Linked DNA regions of Mus musculus: all the other regions are linked to region 1. The links are chromatin contacts, called in public Hi-C and HiChIP or PLAC-seq maps. All regions are on one chromosome and are shown on one strand. Each heading gives the region's core, a stretch centred on a gene start, on an enhancer-like site or on the middle of the called end of the contact. The rest is flanking DNA. Distances are from core to core; before and after follow the strand shown. Region 1 overlaps Lpp (LIM domain containing preferred translocation partner in lipoma). Region 2 overlaps Gm31814 (a long non-coding RNA gene). Region 3 has its middle 45 kb from the start of Lpp. Region 4 overlaps Lpp (LIM domain containing preferred translocation partner in lipoma).

Region 1 (3,147 bases), core at 178-2,677:
TGAAACAATTCATATTTTTTCTTGTTTTTTTTTTTTTTCAGTTGAGAAGGAATCACACACCTCCCCTGGTCTATGTCTGGCTTATAAGACAGGATAGGAATGGATGTCCTCAGAGACTTCCTGCTGAGAATCAGGCCAGAGAGGAATTCTTACCTCCACTGCACAGGTAGCCAGCCTGAGGTTTGCTTTAAGGCATTGGTGCCTATCCGTGATCGTAGGAAGTAGTCAAGGGGAGACCCACGCACAGCTCTTAAGACTCCAAACGAGCATCTTAAGCACTAACATGATTTTTGTTGCCTAGCACATAAGTAGTACCTGTACATTTTAATTTATTCCTCTTACATGGGAATTTAAAATGCCATATTTTTTTCTGCTTCCATTATTGTAGTTTTGAGTGATGATTCATCAGCGCAATGGCCTATTTAAGTGAACCACAATAGCTTGGGTAGAAAGAAAAAAAAAAAAAAAGATTCAACATACTCAGGAATGGAAAGCAGCCATCTTTTTATAGCTAAAATTGCAAACATCTGGCAATTACCCTCTTCTACCTCCCCTCCAAAGCGAAGAATTGTCCCTTCAACCGGAGCCTGCTGCTGTGTTTAATCAAGACAGCTATGCAAGCCTTAAGGAGCAATAGGTTTTGATTCAAGGAGGCCATTGCCTCACCCACTTGGACAGAGAAGCTTTGGAAAACACACCGCGTAATGTTCCCCATATGCTACTGTGTTACATAATGATACTAGTGGTGGCATGGCAGTTAATAACTATAGAAAGCCAGCCCGGCTACTCAGTCCAACTTTCTTGTGTGGCTCTCTAAGCAGTTGTCATATTTGAAATGTTTACTGGTCAGGTCAAGTTCGCCTCTCTGTATCTTCTTAAACCTTTTGTGTCCTGGGTCAAAGAGTCTACTAAATCAACCCAGCTAATAGTTTCTGACTTGATTGTTTTATAAAGCGGTCTAGGGATGTTGAAGGAATAAATCCATGTCCTTTGAACACTTGGCCTTGCCCTTTCAGTGAAACATCTTACTCTCCTACCCCACCCTCATCTCTTCCTCTGATCATTTTTTATGAAACTACTTCTTCCTTGACTGGCAAAAGCCGTCTCTGTGGGCAAGGGAAGTGAGAGAGGCTGGTGGTTTGCAATAGATGCTGAGAATGGTGACTTCCTCATCTTTCTTTTTCTCAGGGCTGACCCGTATGTTCACTGTGGCCCTGGCAATGCCTTTCTTTTCTGTTCCCATGTATCTTTCCTGTCCTCTGGGTCTCTGAAGGCTAGAGGTGAACTTCACCTTTCACATCTTGGGCTGTTCCCATTCGTCAAAGGGGATCATGGGAAAGATTTTTACTTATCACTGGACAAGGTATAGTAGGAACAGAAATCAAGGTTCAGTGTCCTGGTGGTTCTCAAAAACAGTCTCACATACTAAAAATAGGCCATTCTCTTGTCCTAGTATTATGCTGCCTTTAGTCATAGACTTACTGTGAGGCCTTTGAGAGCTTTATTCCCTTGCTATATGTTATTTCACCTTGGTACCACTGCATTGAATGATTGGAACTAGAGCTTTCTCCCTGGCTTTACTAGGCCATCCATTCCCAAAGTCTGAGTGAAATCTGTTAACACCTCATCAAACTAAGTCTGATTTGGGAAGAGTGAATGGGCAAAGTTTCTAGCTTAAAAAATGAAGGTAGGGATGGGAACTTTAAATAACCTAAAGTGCACAGGTTATTCAACACAGTTACTCCATGTAAAGTCAGATAAAATGATGGTGTCTGTAACATCAAAAAGAATGTGCTCACTTCTGTCAGTCCTTGCCCATTTATATGGTGATCACCTTGTTCTAGGTATGCATCTTCAACTTGAAATACTTTATTATCACCAGTATTGTCACCATGACATGTTTCCTTCATACTACATTTATTCAATGATCCATCCCACATTTCACTTTTACCAACAGAGTTACAGTCTATAAACTCATTTAAAAATATTTATTTAGTTACTTTACATCCCAGTCTCCCAGCCCCTTGACTCCTTCCAGTACCCCTGCTTACATGAGGCAATGAACTTGGACTCTTTTGGGCTTCCCTAGACTAAAGGTTCAAGCAAGCGCTCACAGGGCTGCTTGTTAAGTTTTAGGTTGTTCAACCTTTGACCTAGGTTATCTTGTTTGCCAGTTCAGATATCTCTTAGTACTTTGATATTTCCTTTTTCTTTTTATGAAAATAGGATAATTATGTCTCTCCTCTGTCTGTATCAGTCACTTGTAATGTTCCTATCATAGTTACACAGCATCGGGACTTGTGTATAGAGGACCAAATCCACAGGCTGGCTGGAAAAGTGATCATGTCTTTGGAAGCTTGCATGATCTCAGTACAGAGGCAGCAGTAGCTGTTGCTCTCTGACCCTTTGCTGCTTTGGTCTTTGGTGTGTGTTTGGAGCATTTCCCATCCATAAACACCTGGAGTAGACGCATGATGAGGACTCCTTCCTAAAATGTAGGAAAGTCTCTGAAGCAACCTATGGGAACAGACACATAACTCAAAGCCTGATGTTTAAGCACAAGTTTGATCAAGTAAAGATGCTTTTACAGTGTGCTTGACAATGTTGGTCTTCTCTCTTAGCATGCCCTGGATTCAGATTTTTGATATAGATTTTTATGTGTTCCATCCATTGCATAATTTGAAACACACACACACACACACACACACACACACACACACACACACCAGGTCTCTTAGCTTCTTAATAATTTTATTATTTCATAGATCTGCAGACATAATTCCATTAAATAGAGGACTCTTCTGAGAAATCTTTTGCTAATGGTAAATTTAAAGCTTTTTGTTGTTGTTGTTGTTGTTTTCTGATCACATTTCTCTGGGTTGAATTAATCCATATATAAACATTACTAGTTTTATAGTGAAATTGCCATCTGCCATCATGTTGTCTTATCCTTCAACATGGTCTAGCTGAGACCAGGTCCAAATCTTGGCTAAGTCTCTGTCTGGTGACTATAGAGAATCTTCATTCTTTTGTACAACGAATTTGGCACATATTATCATGCCATTAAGTGGAAGTGGTTTTGGAAGTGGAAGGAGAATAAAGCTGGAGCCCCAGGGGAGGATGGAGACTTGGAGAATGATGGGTACC
Region 2 (3,147 bases), core at 369-2,868, 420 kb before region 1:
TTGGGGCTGGAAGGGATGCAGAGAGGAGTGACTGAGGAGAGCTAGGCTGGTGAGATAGACCTGCAGACAGCATTATTACTGCCCTAGCTTTGGGATACTATTTCTGTGACTGCTAAAGGGAAAGGGCCTTCACAATACTGAAAGAGTAAAATCCTGGAGTGTGGGGGAGGGTCACTAAGCACATTTTCAACCTCAAGGCTATTCTAGATGACTCACTTGGAAGCTTTAATTTTTATGACAGATTATTTTTTTAGAACAGTATTTTTTAGGGGTTCAAAAAGCTTGCATGTAAAGAATTCCAAAGCTGAATGACCATCCAGAGACTACCCCACCTGGGGTTCTATCCCATATACAATAACCAAACACAGAAACTATTGTGGATGCCAATAAGTACTTGCTGACACTCTGCCAATGCCTAACAAATACAGAAGTGGATGCTTATAACCATCCATTGGACTGAGCACAGGGTCCCCAATGAAGGAGCTAGAGAAAGGACCCAAGGAGCTGAAGGGGTTTGTAGCCCCATAGGAGGAACAACAATAGGAACCAACCAGTACTGCCATAGCTCCCAAGGACAAAACCAAAGAAAACACATGGTGGAACTCATAGCTCCAACTGCATATGTAGCAGAGAATGGCCTAGTCGGTCATCAAGGGGAGAAGAGGCCCTTGGTTCTGTGAAGGCTCTAAGTCCCTGTGTAGGGGAATGCTAGGGCCAGGAAGAGTGAGTGGGTAGGTTCATGAGCAGGGGAGGAGGGAAGGGGTAGTGGGTTTTCAGAGGGGAAACCAGGAAAGGGGATAACATTTGAAATGTAAATAAAGAAGATATCTAATTTAAAAAGTTAGGAAACTATGAAAAATAAAAATTAATTAATTAATTAATAATTCAAAGCCAAGTGTTCTAGTAGTCCATAAGGAGTCATGCTGCAGGCTCTTCCTGATGATACTCTGCATACATTCTATCATTTGCTCTTCAAAGCCAGCCTGGGAAATAAAGTGTCAGGAAGACCTTCCTTTACCAGGTGGTAGAAAATCAAGATGCTAACTGGCCGAGCCACTGGTCAAAAACCTCAGGTAGTGGAGATAAGGCTGTGTGTTAGCCCAGAACCCTCACTGCTACCCGGAACTATCCGTTACTACTATGCTCCCAGGCATTCTTCACTGCCCAGGACAACATCCTTTAGCCTCTGGCAGCCAGCTCTGAAGGCCTGGATCAGGGTCATGGCCCCAAGTTCCCCAGACGAATGGAGTGGCATAGATCACCCAGAGCAGCAGGAGAGCCTCGGGTATCAGCTGACTCGCTCACCTGACGTTGTCGGCTCTCTGATGCTCTGGGAGCCAGAGCTGGCAAAATGAGCTCGGGAACCCTCTCCTGACTTCTTATTCTTCTAGAGACTTGGCATTCAAAAACCAAAGAGATTTCCACAGGTCCATCGCCACAGACGTGATTAGGAATTATTTTGTGAAGCCACCTACTAATCCTGCATCCTACTGGCCAAGGTTGGGCAGTTAACAGTTTCTTTAGGGACTTCCATTAGCCAACCTAACCGATAAAGTCCAGAGGGACTAAAGCAGAAAGAAATGTGACGGCCTATGAGTCACTCAGTCTCGACCTTCAGCATGTTTTGAAAACGCATTGTGAAATGCTTTCCAATCAATACAGCGCTGGGCAGTAACAAGGCTGGGTGGGGGTTGTGCAAGAAGGGAAGCGGACCATTTATGCTGGGTCATTTGAGAGGCTCCAAGTTCTTACTGAGAGAAGGACCTAAAAACACAAGGTCCCCATAACAGCGTTTAAACGGAATCACAGAAAACCAAGCACCAACAGGGAACAAAAGTGGACACCTTTCTTCTCGGCAGAATAGCGAAATGGGTGGCTTATATTTACACCCCCAAGCTAGAGAGTCTATTCCTTCCTGTCAAAGTCCAAGACTGGTGTTAACCCCAAATGGCTGCTAGACGCTTCCATGCTGCCGACAGCAGCCTAACCTTCAGGCATTGCGAGCAAGTGAGTGATCTAGCAAGTGTCTGAGGTGAAGGAAGCAGCTGGTGAGAGGCAGGTGCACAGAACGCGGAAGCTGAAGATGGCTCAAGGTCCACCTGCCACTTGCAAGGCCTCTGACTGTGGGAGCAGTCACATTCCCTGTCAGACCCTTTTCTTTCTACCAAGGAGAGAAGGCATCTGCCCCATGGATCACATGAAACTTGAAAGTGATGAGGGCCATGCAGACTCTTTGCAAGCTCCACATGCACACAGAGGACTATTATTAGTGGAAACCCATCAGCATGATTTTGCAAAGGCAGATGGAAAGAATTTCCCACTTAAAGAATGGCACTCAGGTATGACTTTGTGGTTAGAGGCCAAAACCAATCCTGAAGATGAGCCTGTACACATGACAGAGAACATTTGGGTACCAGTTGGTGCCAGGCTCAATTAGTTGCTAGCTTGGGTGCCTGGGAAATGCTTAACAACTGTTTCTACAGTGGTTAAAAATAAATAAATAAATAAAAATATAAGATTGGCTGTAAGTATTTGCACCACAGCGCTATTGAGGCCACAATATCAGTAACACGGGGTAAGGAAAAAAGGCCCACAGCTGGCCCACACGTGTAAGTACAGCCAGATCAGGCTCTGCTCCCCACTAGAAACATCTGAAAGATTAGTTGGTACAAGTACTTTGAAAGCCCATTCGACTCATGCCACCTGAGTTTTAACAAACAAAGCCGCTCCATGTCTTCCTCTAAAGCTTCAAATGAGAATTCGTACTTTTATTTAAACTTGTCCTGGTCATTGTTGCAGAGAATCTTAACTGTGTCTTTGTCAAAATTGTTGGTTCCTAAACCACAAGCCTGACATTGTGCGTATGTGTGTGGAGGAGGGGGGAGGGTCAGGGGAACCCTTGGTTTTCAAATCTAAGGACTGAAGAGTTGATCAAACAGGATAGGATGGAACAGTACAGGGAAGAGGAGAAAAGTCTGGGACCGATTATTAGCAGTCTCAGCGGTGACACTTGTACGGGTGGCCTGTTTTCTGAGGCCCAGATTCTATCTGTAAAATGGGAAGTGCTCTCTGCCTTTGCCTCACTCCCAGCGCTACAACGGAGACTTAAGCGCTAGCGCAGGGGCAGGAGTTCTGAAACCAGCAACC
Region 3 (3,147 bases), core at 385-2,884, 270 kb before region 1:
GTAGAACGCTCAGCTTCTCCTGCACCATGCCTGCCTGGGTGCTGCCATGCTCCTGCCTTGATGATAATGGACTGAACTTCTGAACCTGTAAGCCAGTCCCAGTTAAATGTTGTTCTTTATAAGAGTTGCCATGGCCATGGTGTCTGCTCACAGCAGTAAAACCCTAAGACAAACACCAATTCCAAGCATCCAAATTGACAGACTGGGAGCCACCGTACCTCTCTGGCCTTTCGCCCCTGCCCACCTGGAAGCATCTCCACCTTTAGCCTTACCTGCATGAACCTTTGTAACTTGAAATAGTTCACGGTTCTATACCATGAGACTCCCCTGTTAGGTTTACAAAGAGTTAAGCAGGGTTCCTGGCTGGCAGGGGTTGGGGGTTGGGAGGGTGCTTCTGAGGCTGGGGAAGGGGAGAGCAGGAAAACTGTTGGGACTGACAGTTCTAAGAGGATAACTTCACCATCTAACCACTTATGTCCAAAGAGGAAACTGAGGCCCGTTTGTTAAGATACAAACTTTGTAACTTTTTGACCCAGGAAGTTTTGAGAGTGATAATAAGGAAATGATTATAGAGTGCTTTGAGCTTTTCAGAGACAAGTAGTATTTAAAATACAAGGTATTATTACCTCCATAGAGTTTTTCTTTTGACTACCACTGTGCTTGAAAATGTGGGCAGAACACCGTTATTTTTCAAAACTCAGGTATTTCAAAAAAAAAAAAAATCCACGTGCACAATACCTACCCTCAGCCCTATAAACTAAGGCTCAGCTCTCTTGTCACTCGATAATTTAAACGTTCAAAGAGATCTGGTATTAGCTTTATCAGCTAACTTGGCCGCATTCCACGGGAGACATTTACCCTCTCCAACTCACACTTCGATCCTGCAATATGAAGGAAGGACTGCTTGATCAACCGTGAAAACAGTATTACATTTGAGGTCGTACATACAAGTACCAAACATCGCTCACTACAGGTATAAGGGAGGAACATGTCTTTCAAAGACCCTAAATAAATCAGGGCAGCCCAGGGCCAGCTGGTTCCTTGACAGAGGACCCATTGCTGAATCTTAGAACGCAGTCTCGTGAGAGGATTCCACGTGTACTCCATGACTGAGCTGCCTGTGTCTTGAAAGATTCCAAAACTGACAGTTCAAGTCCCGGTTTCATGTGTGTAGTCCGTTCCCCGAGGAGGCCCTGGAGTGTCCCCCTCTGCTTGCTTCATTGGCCTACAACAAGAGTCATACTAATGGGATGCAGAAAGGCGCGTGTATCCTTACAGGGGTGGCACTGAGGGTGCAGGCTCTGAAAAGAATCAGACGCTGGTTCACACCCCAGGGCTCTATGGCTGGAAACAGGTTGCTTGTCTGCTCTGAATCTTTGGTTCCTCATTAAAGATGGGAGGAGGCTATTAATAGCTTTTTTTTTTCTTTCCTGGGGTTGTTTTGAGAATTTAAAGCAAGCACTGAGACCAGGACACAGGAAAGACTCGATTCGCGTTAGCGCTTATTAAAAAGCAGTAACAGTCCATGTACCCCGGGGCTTACTGTTATTTCTTCGGAGTTCTGCTTTCAGTGCACAGTGGAACTAAAGATAACCATGCAGCTATTGTCTCTGACCCGCCTGGGTGCTCTTACTAGAACGAAAGGAAAAAGGAAATACACGGTGGCCCAGAATGGGGCTCCAGAGAAATCCAAAATGAGCTGCGGTCTAAAAGCGACTTCTTCTCTCCAAGCCTATTTTTAGCCAGCTGTGAACTTCTCTAATACGCAAAGAGTGATGCTGGGCTCCCTGAATAGCTCCGCTGACGAGCTCCTGCCTGCTTCTGCTACTATGGGAATTTATGGAGCTCTGGTCTCACACTTCATTAAAGAAATATACGGTGGTGCAGAGACAGGAGGCCAGACACCTATAACTCTTGTCTCAATCTCACAGTGATAAATCTTAGTAGTGCCTCATTTGTGGAGGAAAAAGGAGTAACCAAAGAGATGCTATCTACAGCCCCTTTGTGGCTGGCTTGACTTGGCTTGCTTTTTCTTCTTTTCTTTGCTCTAGATCTTTTTTGTTTTGTTTTCTTTTTTTTTTAAGAGTTGTTTATAATAGATAACTTTGTTAAGAGGTTATCAAAACAAGAGGTCTAAGTCAAAAGTACTCTCAAACCTGTAAGATACAAGTTTATAACAAAGACCTAGATCACTAATGCTAAGGAATTGTTTTTCACATACAACGTTGTTCATGATGGCCAAGAGGATCAATAGGTTCACTGTAACTGTGTTGGGTCAAAACTCTCTAGATTTATTTAATGGCAGTTGGGTTCTGGTGACTCCATTGCCAACCCTCACACACAGTCTGGTGCTGAGGGTGGGATGGAAGGAAAATATGGCACCTGTGCCACAAAACAAATACTTCTAAGAATCCCTGCATCTGTTTCCTGTTTTTACCATCTTAGCTAGAATTAGGTCCAGTGGCCACCCACGGTGGGAAGATGACTTGAACAAAAGACTTGGAAAGGTCAGACTTCCAAAGTGTACCTGTCATGGTCCTGATTAATAACTGCTAAAGAACCAAAAGAAAGCTGGGTATGGTGACCCAGGCATTCACTCCCAACACTTGAAGGAGTCCCAAGTTAGCTGAGCTATATATAGTGAGGCCCCGTCTGAAAAACAAAACCAAGCAAGCAAAATAAGGAAAAGAGAGAGGTTAAAGAATAGATAAACAGTGTTGGGGCTGTAGTCCAACAGTAGGGTACTTGCCGAGCACACCCAAGGCCCTGATTGAATTCCAAGCACCCCAAAACAAAGGACAACAGCAAAAGCTGGCTAAGGGACCATCAGCAAATGACATACCTAATGACAAGCAGACCTGCCCAGTGATTCAACCATCATTTCTTTTCTGATCCCTTCTCCATGTAACACAGGTCCCTACCCCTTCCTGCTCACTGACTAGTCCTGTGGTACAGCTTCCCAACTGTCTTGACTTCCTGCTCACTCGTCCACTCCTTGACTATTATTAAGCCGAATGGTCAAACATATGCTTCATTCATTACTCTCCTCTCTGCCCAGCACAGTGCCTGGAATATATTGATTAATCTATAAGTAACTTATCTTTATCAAATCAATATACTGTCTTTTTTATTATTAGATATTTTCTT
Region 4 (3,147 bases), core at 248-2,747, 270 kb after region 1:
TCAGAGTCATACAGTCTTATCATGCATTTGAAATCTCAGTATTTTAGGAAAGACTTAGCAGGTGGCAGAATTTGTCAATGGCCTTCTAAACTTCTGGACTAATTATCTCTGCAGAATCATTTTACCTCCCTAATCCCCCAGGTTGTCTATGGTGTAGAGAAACTCTTTATTATAAAGTATTAAAGAGAATTGCATTCTAATTCTGACTGAGCTAGAAATGGTTTTCTGTTTTAAAGAACAAAGCTATTTTTGAATAGCAAAACTTAGTGACTAAAAATAAATAACATTTCCTTAGCATTTTATATGGCTATTTAATCTATTTAGCTACCTTCTGATAGAGTAGATTACTTAATAAGAAAACTTTATACCCAAAGTAAATTCCTTTACTGTCATTCTGGTTTTGATCTATCTGTTGAACATATCCATGGAAAAGTAGTACTTTTTACAAACCTAAAAATTAGTCACAGTTGCACCCTCTGTCAAGGCATTTCAACAGCAAAGAAACCTTGAGAATAAGGGACTCAGAAATTTGTAGATCTCCAGAGTTTAATTTTATTGGAATTTCTGCCTTGGTTGATGTCTTAGTATTACTGCTACTGTGATGAAAAACCATGATCAAAGGCAGCTTTTTTAGGAAACAGTTCATACTTCCAGGTAGCAGTCCATCACTGATGAAAATGAGGGAAAGGCCATAGAAGGATGCTGCTTGGTGGCTTGCTCTCCATGGCTCCCTCAGCCTGATTTACTATAGAACATAGGACCACCAGCCCAAGGATGAGCTGAGCTCTTCCCCATTGACCACTAATGAAGAAAATGCCTTACAGACTTGCCTACAGCCAGATCTATGATGGCGCTTTCTTCATTGACGTTCCCTCCTTTCCAGTGACTCCAGCTTGTCTCAAGTTAACATAAAATTAAGCCAGCACAGTTGGTAACAAAATTCTGAAAACTCAAGTTCATTGAAACCCAAGGATGTGTGGCACAAAGAACAGTTCTCCACGACTGACATTTCTACGTTTCATCTCTTGGTTTCCATCTTACTTTGTTTTCCTTCCAGGAACAACTTAAACACATGTGGCAGCATTATAATCCCATCAGCTAAAGCAGGTGGGAGAGAAAGGAACTGTTTTCAGGTCACTCGCCTAACTGCTCTCTTTAGAAGTGAGACTAGAGACACAGGCGTAGGGTGGCTTCTGGTTACCATCAGTCAGAGTCACATTTCTTCCTTGTCCTGCGACTTGGGCAGTGCTGCATGTCACTAGCTGTTCAGACTGTAACGATAAGCATAGCAGTGCCCTGTCTATCTGGAAGCAGCAGCATCTACAATAAGAAAAAGTCTAGTCAGCAAAACCTCACCTCTTACATCATTCTACTCTTCAAGTACCACCCTGTGAAATCATTGTTGAAAAGAGGAAGGCCTTTTATAATTCTGACCTCTTTTAAGTGGGCTGCACTTTCTAGCGACTCAGGACAGCCTTGTGCAATCGTTTATTGCTGCAAGTTTTGGCAGCCAAGTCAGCAAAGCCTCGTCCAGCCATCTAGCTCTCGTCTAGCAGGGAGCAGTAACCTTTTTATAGCTCCTGTTTGGTCCCTTTTTACTGTGCCACTGATCATTGCTACTGTAACAATGCTTCTGTGGAAGGCATCTTAAGCTGTTTATTTTTATGCTTTGTAAGCAAAGGTCTTACATAAAATACTGGGAAACTGTAGCAGCATGCAAAGAACGTGAGTTTGAATAGAATTCAGTCAAAGCTTTCTGTCGTGGGCAAGTTACTTGCTCTTTCCAAGCCCTGGTTTTTCTTTCTCATCTATATACTGGACATAATGGGATATTTTTCCATCAGCTCCCTGAGGATGAAATGAGGCAACCCTTGTAAGCACCCTTAGTCTACTGAGGAAAAGCTATTCTACAAATGTTGCATCTGTACTTAGTAGTTAGGTTTGGGGACCTGTTCACCATTCCGTATGTGTGCAGTGAGACTCAGACTCACTTAGCTCAAGGAAGCTGGTTTGCTTCTTGGATATACCTATCTTCCATTTTTTTGTTAATGTTTGCTTACCTCGGTGCACAACAAAGCTTCAGTTTCATGTTTTTAGTCATTTTCTATAGTGTGGCAGATTCTATTATCCAGACTCTATTATATGATCCTTGAGATTGCTTAAGTCGCTGGCTCCCTCTGTTCAGGTTGTGTGTCATAGCACTCTGCACTTCAAGCAACGCAGAGTATGTGGGAAATATTTAATCATACACATGGAAGAGCTGAGTGAATTCAAATAATAGAGAACCTTACTATCCTTTCTGTGTTTTCTCCCCCTCATAAGACCCTGTCATTGAGGTCCTTGACTTAATGGCCTCCTTTCATAGCTACCCAGAAAGGTTGAAATCTTCTCAGACTTCAGTTCCATTTTACCTAAAGGCCCTCTCTGTTCAGAATCGATTCCAGGATGCAGCCTGGACCTCGTGCCCTTGACCGAGGTATCGGCACTTCCAACTCCTTCTAAACTTTCACAGTTCTGATAAGCTGCATCAGAACTTCAGAGGGAAACAGAGAGTGTGAATTAGAACAAGCTGCATGGCAGGTGGACTTAGTACAGGCGGTGCTAGGATTGCTTGTCTCTCCAGGAGCTAAAGTTCTAGAGCAGAAGACCCTGCTCGTGGGATCCAGCTTCGTATCACACGGCTCGACACAGGTGTCCCAAAGACATTGTGAATAAGACAAGACAAGCAAGTCCCTGGGTGCCAGTCCATGGGACTCTTTTCTTTCTGTTCTTGTGTTTGGTTTGTTGTTACTTAATTGATGGAATAAGATATAATAAGAATAGCAAAGGCAATGGCTTAGTTAATTATTTCTCTGTAAGCACCAACCACTCATGCTTGACTATTGATCCAGGAGTAAGGCCTCCCACCTGTAAAACAAAACTTAAATTTCCTTCTGAATTGGTTATTGATAAGCCTAAAATCATATCTAAATGTAATATTGTATACCCTGACATTCAGTGCCCAGTAATCTCATCATATTTGGTTAATCACATTAGTTCTTTCCTATGGTCTCTTGAGCTCTTATTCTTTGTGTATCTGCATCTACAGTTAAACAGATTTGATTCAGTGTGGTGGTATAGCTCTCTTCACATGTATTTTACCTGTTT

Evidence for each region. Hi-C and Micro-C count contacts between places; a contact is called where the count stands out from the background. HiChIP or PLAC-seq counts read pairs in DNA pulled down with a chosen protein or histone mark.
Region 2: a Hi-C map of bone marrow-derived macrophages shows a contact between it and region 1, with 4 times the contacts expected there. The contact joins two enhancer-like sites. A contact is called at or near these places in 2 of 15 datasets of contacts at CTCF or cohesin (CD8 T cells and the NIH/3T3 cell line), 5 of 484 Hi-C or Micro-C datasets (the BV-2 cell line, bone marrow-derived macrophages, macrophages and 1 more) and 5 of 115 datasets of contacts at active chromatin or transcription factors (CD8 T cells, bone marrow-derived dendritic cells, bone marrow-derived macrophages and 2 more).
Region 3: an H3K27ac HiChIP or PLAC-seq map of microglia shows a contact between it and region 1, with 4 times the contacts expected there. The contact joins two enhancer-like sites. A contact is called at or near these places in 1 of 15 datasets of contacts at CTCF or cohesin (large pre-B cells), 5 of 484 Hi-C or Micro-C datasets (B cells, bone marrow-derived macrophages, centrocytes and 1 more) and 4 of 115 datasets of contacts at active chromatin or transcription factors (the 230-238 cell line, bone marrow-derived macrophages, microglia and 1 more).
Region 4: an H3K27ac HiChIP or PLAC-seq map of microglia shows a contact between it and region 1, with 6 times the contacts expected there. The contact joins two enhancer-like sites. A contact is called at or near these places in 5 of 484 Hi-C or Micro-C datasets (bone marrow-derived macrophages, nephron progenitors and regulatory T cells), 4 of 115 datasets of contacts at active chromatin or transcription factors (bone marrow-derived macrophages, embryonic stem cells, microglia and 1 more) and 1 of 9 other capture datasets (bone marrow-derived macrophages).

Annotation. Positions count from the first base shown.
Region 1 is chr16:24,619,049-24,622,195 of GRCm38.p6, forward strand. All of the region lies in intron 5 of Lpp (LIM domain containing preferred translocation partner in lipoma), which reads left to right. Among named protein-coding and RNA genes, the nearest start is that of Mir28a, 210 kb to the right of the region's middle. Within about 2 kb of position 1,428, at least 72 of the 459 cell types and tissues checked have an H3K27ac peak or open chromatin away from gene starts, as enhancers often do. A contact at or near this core is called in the 230-238 cell line, B cells, bone marrow-derived macrophages and 2 more, where this site is marked.
Region 2 is chr16:24,198,328-24,201,474 of GRCm38.p6, forward strand. All of the region lies in intron 1 of Gm31814 (a long non-coding RNA gene), which reads right to left. Among named protein-coding and RNA genes, the nearest start is that of Gm32126, 40 kb to the left of the region's middle. Within about 2 kb of position 1,619, at least 76 of the 459 cell types and tissues checked have an H3K27ac peak or open chromatin away from gene starts, as enhancers often do. A contact at or near this core is called in bone marrow-derived macrophages, where this site is marked.
Region 3 is chr16:24,346,472-24,349,618 of GRCm38.p6, forward strand. No RefSeq gene overlaps it. Among named protein-coding and RNA genes, the nearest start is that of Lpp, 45 kb to the right of the region's middle. Within about 2 kb of position 1,635, at least 74 of the 459 cell types and tissues checked have an H3K27ac peak or open chromatin away from gene starts, as enhancers often do. A contact at or near this core is called in the 230-238 cell line, B cells, bone marrow-derived macrophages and 2 more, where this site is marked.
Region 4 is chr16:24,890,249-24,893,395 of GRCm38.p6, forward strand. All of the region lies in intron 10 of Lpp (LIM domain containing preferred translocation partner in lipoma), which reads left to right. Among named protein-coding and RNA genes, the nearest start is that of Gm22672, 7.6 kb to the left of the region's middle. Within about 2 kb of position 1,498, at least 35 of the 459 cell types and tissues checked have an H3K27ac peak or open chromatin away from gene starts, as enhancers often do. A contact at or near this core is called in bone marrow-derived macrophages and microglia, where this site is marked.